Linked DNA regions of Cricetulus griseus: region 2 is linked to region 1. Evidence: chromatin contacts called from public Hi-C data. All regions are on one chromosome and are shown on one strand. The core of a region is the stretch at or near the end of the contact, and the rest is flanking DNA. Distances in the headings are between cores, read along the strand shown.

The links. Hi-C and Micro-C count contacts between places; a contact is called where the count stands out from the background.
Region 2: a Hi-C map of liver shows a contact between it and region 1, with 4 times the contacts expected there. The contact joins the enhancer-like site here to the promoter of Prkce in region 1. A contact is called at or near these places in 3 of 8 Hi-C or Micro-C datasets (the CHO-K1 cell line and liver).

Annotation. Positions count from the first base shown.
Region 1 is chr5:87,774,914-87,777,613 of CriGri-PICRH-1.0, reverse strand. Prkce (protein kinase C epsilon type) reads right to left here and starts at 1,363. Exons shown (of 15, transcript XM_027417971.1): 1 at 1,016-1,363. The coding sequence starts at 1,363.
Region 2 is chr5:87,914,231-87,916,995 of CriGri-PICRH-1.0, reverse strand. The region is part of intron 1 of Prkce (protein kinase C epsilon type); the gene reads right to left. Among named protein-coding and RNA genes, the nearest start is that of Prkce, 140 kb to the right of the region's middle. Within about 2 kb of position 1,380, at least 1 of the 6 cell types and tissues checked has open chromatin away from gene starts, as enhancers often do.

The DNA.
Region 1 (2,700 bases), core at 114-2,613:
ATATTCATGAAGTTATCTATGCTCTCAGCAGAAAGCCATTCTTCTGCAGCTCTTCATGAGGCAACACAGACCGCTCTCTGTGCAAACCAAAGAAATCTTGAAAATATATTCATCCATAGCAACACTTGCTCCAGATAGAAACATGTAACAAACCTGAAGACAGAGCTATTTATTTCCCAATTTAACACTGTTCCTCAGAGAAGAGAGGAGGTGGGGGAAGACTGATTTCTCTAACTGTCCAAGTGCCAAGGTTGAATGCATTCATTTTAAGGTATACTGGCAAGGCCTTTTTTTCCCCCCAAAATCCCTAATACTTGACAGTGTAATCGGTTAACAATGAACACAATTTCAGAAATAGTGTTTGTTCCTACAGTGTCTTGGCAATCAAAGCATGGACACATGTCATCTTAAGATTCAAAGTCCTGACTTCCTATAACCACAGAGACCTTTTTTAAAATACAGCATCCTGAACAGATGGGCAAAACAAGCTGGCCTAATGTTTCTAGGACTCACACCTTCTTCTTGTAGGTCAGCAAATGAGCTAACCAGTGATTTGGGAACAAGGAGGCTTCCTACCAGAGGGATCTATAAAACTACTCACTGGGCTACCCAGGACAACGCCAGGATGCACAGGAAACATCCAGTCTGAGCTCCACGTGTCTCTCCAAGGACGGAAAGACCCACCCACACAGTCACTCAGGCAGCCCACCATGCACTTGCAGAAGGTACCAGGTCCCCTCCCACAAGCTATTTACCTGCATTCTAGGGCTCTCCCTGTAGTGTCCATTTTCAGGAGGGCACAGAGGGGACAAGGGGTAGTGCCCACCTGCTAAATCCCATCCTTCTTATCCTAATGTGTATGCCTCTCCCGCTACGAAATGAAATGTGCCTCTCCAAGGAAATTGAGACATATATGCACACACAAACACACATCCTTGAGTCCCACGACCAATGCCAGGGCAGCAAGTCTTTCCCTGGGACCCCGGGCTCCTGGACGTGGTGGGGCTGGACTCACCCAGTCCTCGAAGTGACGGCTCCCATTCTGCAGCAGCTCCTCGAACTGGATGGTGCAGTTGGCCACGAAGTCGTCGTAGCCTATAGGAGCATCGTGAAAGACAGCCAGCTCGATCTTGCGCCCATTGCACACATCAGTGACGAACTCATCGTGCCAGGCCGGGCTGTTAGTCTTCTGCTTGGTGGCTGTTTGGCCGATGCGCGAGTCGTCCACGTTGAGAGCAATGTAGGGGTCCAGAAGGAAAGTCTGTGGCCGGGGTCCCACCGCATGGCGCAGCGACCAGGCTGTGGGCTTCAAGCTCACGGCCTCACAGATTTTGATCTTAAGAAGGCCATTGAACACTACCATGGTCGGGGCAGGGGAACTGGAGCCGGGGTCACTCCGTCCGCCCCGAGGGCAGGAATGAAGAACAGGCAGCAGGTACTCTGGGAGCCTGGGGGACTCCTGGGTCCCCTCTCGCCCCACCCCACTCTATCGCTACACCTTGTGGCGCTGCGCCCTGGCGCCGGCGATTCTCAACGAGTGCATGTATTTCCTCGCCGGATTCCTAACGGAAAACAGGGAGGGGGGAGAGCTGGAGACGTCCGTTTTTGGAGCAAGTCTCTCCCCCCCACCACCGGCGACACCTCCACGGGAGGAGACAAGCTGTCGCCTCCGCTGCAAGCCGCGGGGGCTGACTCGTCGCCTCGCTGGTTCTCCGGGTCCTGTGCGGAGTAGCAGGCGCCGCACCCGGCGCTCACCTACCTTTCCGAAACATAATCCCCCGGCAATTTCGAGTCCCGGAGGGGGAGGGGGAGGGGGCGGCGGGACGGGGCGGGGACGAGAACCGGGGGCGCAGATTTCAACCCGGATCCTCTTCGCCCACCCAGCGCCTGCCTCGGACTGCGCGGGGCGGAGGGTGGACTGAGGGATGTGCAGTCTATCCGGAGGGATGCATGTCGAGAGGAAATGGTCCTCCCCGGAGCCAAATTTTTTAAAAATCCACAAGCCTCGCAGCCAGCCCGGCCGCCGCCTCCAGGGCCAAGCAGTGGAGCGCCGCAGCCGGCTATCGCGAGGTGCCCGGCTCCCAGGATCTCACATCCGCGCGGGCTCGGGAGGTAGAGGTGGCCGCCACTCGGGCTTGGGGCGCAGGCCGGCACCCGGCGGTGCGCAGCGCGGCGGCGGGGCAGGGACTGCGACTCAGCGCGGCCCCTCCTCCCGGCCGCCGGCGCCCGCCCGCCCGTCGCGCTCCCCGCGTCCGCGCTCTCGCAGCCGCCCGCTCGCCGGCTCGCCGCCCGCCAGAGCGCTCAGCCCGCGATCTCCCTTCCCTCGATCGCCGTGCGAGCGATTCTCCCTCCCACTAATGCAGGAAATGCGCAAAGACGTCAGTGTGTGTGTGTGTGTGTGTGTGTGTGTGTGTGTGTGTGTGTGGTGTGTGTGTGTGTGTGTGTGTGTGTGTGTGTGTGTGTGCACGCGCGCGCGCGCGCGACACACTGTTTGGGGAAATAGAAAGTTTTGCCGGTTGGGGGAGCAATACGGGAAAAGTGAGCTGAGCAGAAAACAGCGGCGAGCCGGCCAGCCCGGTCCGGTGGAGGCGGCGCGCGAGGGAGCTGAGGGAGGATTCCGCGAGGGCCCCGGGAGGGTGGCGGCGCTGGGAGGCGGGGGCGAGCGTCACAGGCCTGGTCTGTGCGCCTCTGGTCCACACT
Region 2 (2,765 bases), core at 131-2,630, 140 kb before region 1:
CATCACAGGAGGTAGCATTAAGCAATAAGAAAACCACCTCTTTGCAATCAGAGGTGGAAAATGTAGTTTTAAAATGCAGAGTGGTGTGGATCCTGCATGAGGTCATAGTCAAGGTATAGCAAAAAAGCCACAGTTATTGACCTGGGCCTGGTTCTGTTTCCCCAGTAGCACTACCCAGCCAGCAGTGACTTTTTGTTCCTAGAAACAGAATCCACAGTATAGGAATATGTGGAAGTCTGGGGAGGGAGGATGTATGTGAGTGCATGCAAGTGTGTGTGTGTGTGTGTGTGTGTGTGTGTGTGTGTGTGTGTGTGTCTGTGTCTGTGTCTGTGTGTGTATATGTATATATGTGTGCATGTTTGTGTCTATGTGTGTATATGTATATATGTGTGTATGTTTGTGTCTATGTGTGTATATGTATATATGTGAGCATATATGTGTGACTATGTGTGTATATGTATATATGTGTGTGAGTGTATGAGTGTGTTTGTGTGTGCATGAGTGTACACAACATCACAACATGGCTATTCTGAAAATTTTACATTAAAAAACTAACCATGGGGTAGCGTCTCAGGACTCTGCTCTGAGGGAACTGGCATTCTTACCCCAGCTGATGACAAACTCCAGCATTTGTCCTTTGCCACCAGAGAACAAAGGGGGTTTTGAGATAGCTGTGTGTAGAGGAGGTGGAAGTCATTCCAGCACTCAGTGCATTTCAGACACTGAAAACAAACAAACAGCCCCTGCCTGACTGGGGTGGGTGGGGAAAACCAGGGCTGCCAAGCACCCGCCTTCAAGAGCATGCTGCCCAATGGGCCAGCAACGCGACTATTTATATTTGTAACCTGATTTGATGGGGAAGGCATATGAGAATAAATTGATTATCTTCAAACTGTAAGAGCAAAATTCGCCCAGACAAAAAGTCATGGAATAATAAAGAGGAAGTACCTGCACAGGTCATCTGAGGGGATGTTTCTCATGAACTGCTGGGCACCCACTTTGCTTTCTCCACTGGCACAGGAGGAAACTGTGGCTGGTTGAAGGCTTTCCAGAAACCAAGTGCTAGCTGGTGGGTAGAGGTTTGTGGAGTTTCTTCCCCTTGGCCATGTGCACAAGCAAATGTGTTCATGCACATATACACATATGTGTGTATGTATAACATAATGGATCAAAACACACTCAAAGGATTGTATGACAGAGAGTTGATTATCTCAAAACTGTTTATAGCTTCTGAAAAAGAAAAATCAATACTTCATGAAAAACAACCATCTTTCCCTACTCTGTGGGCCAAACAAAAGGATGCATTATCCTTCAAACACTGGCCTTCTATCCCACATCTCACTCATCCCCTCTTCCATGGAGACAAGATTCAACACTGTCTTCCCACAAACACAATGGCCACCATTGATTAAACATGCCATGCATGCCACAGGCTAGAGCTGCACCATTGAGAATGACCAAGTGGGTTCTGGGGTAGGGGTTGTCAGCCCATTTACAAGATAAAGGACCACAGGTCCACCGTTCCCAGCATCACACTGCTATGACTCTGGGATCTGAATCCAAGCTTGCCTGGGGTTTGTTTCATTATATTTCACTGCCTCTAATAAAGATCTTAAGTACAGTCTCCAAGAACAATATAGATGCCAGAAAGTGGCCAGCTAAGCCTGTGACTTCTCGATGGGCTAGTGTCAGAGGATGTCCATGAGAGGACAAGAGAAGGCCAGGTGAAGTTTTGGTAACTGAATCAAGAAATTATCCTTCCCACAGCTCAGTTCCAGAGACTGTAGGAGGCAAATCTCAGGAAAGAGCTACCTCCCACCTCACTGGCTGCCTATATAAAGATACCCACTCTTTGTGGTATCCTTCTTTCTGTGGGGTCCTCATGGGATGTAAGAGCAGATATGGCCAAAGACTGGGCTCCAGCCTCATTTCCGTTCACTGCTGATTCAGAGAATGGGTTTCTTTCACCTAGGGCTTAGACCATGGTCTTTAAACAACAGGATTTGAGGGAAGCAGGTGGTGGAAACCTGTGATCCTTTCCAACAATGAGATCGACACATTTAATAAAAAAAAAATACCCAGCCCTGTGGTACCCCAGCCTCCAATGAGCCCAGAAAGTGATGAGGAAGACCCTTGATTGATATTCCTGAAAGTCCAGAGACAATCACGTGTTCACCTGAGCTGGGACCTTAGAGAAGATCCAGTCTCAGTTGTTTCATGATCATGTCAGCGCCGAAGTTACATGTGAGCTAGTGATGAGCAGCACTAGGCATGAGTGTTTGACCAGTAGGAAACAGTGAACACATTATTTCCATATTAAGATGAAAGAAGGAGAATCAAAGACACCAAAAAACTCAATATGATCACTCAAGAAAAACGTGGCTGGAGTTGGGCTCCCAGGGTCTATCTGGGATGCTGGATTCCAGGTCAGAGATTAGGTTTTTTAAATTAAGTCATCTTCCACTGGAGTTGGGATGCAAGGTTGTCACATGTTCTGGCAATTCCTATAAAGTGATCTGAGACATCTAAGCTGTCCTTAGTGGCCCAGGAGTTTCCATAGCTGAACGGACTTCGAAGTAGGAAGAAAAGCTTTCTGGGGGGTCCCTTCCCTAAGAGGAAGACATACTACTTCAAGAAAGAAAGCAAGCACACACCACTTTGAGAGGAGAAAGCCACAACCTATAGTGAAAGCAAGCAGCTTGAGGGGACTGAGGGAACCAGATGGTGGCATCAAATGGTCTCAGGGGCCCCATGAAAGGGGCCCT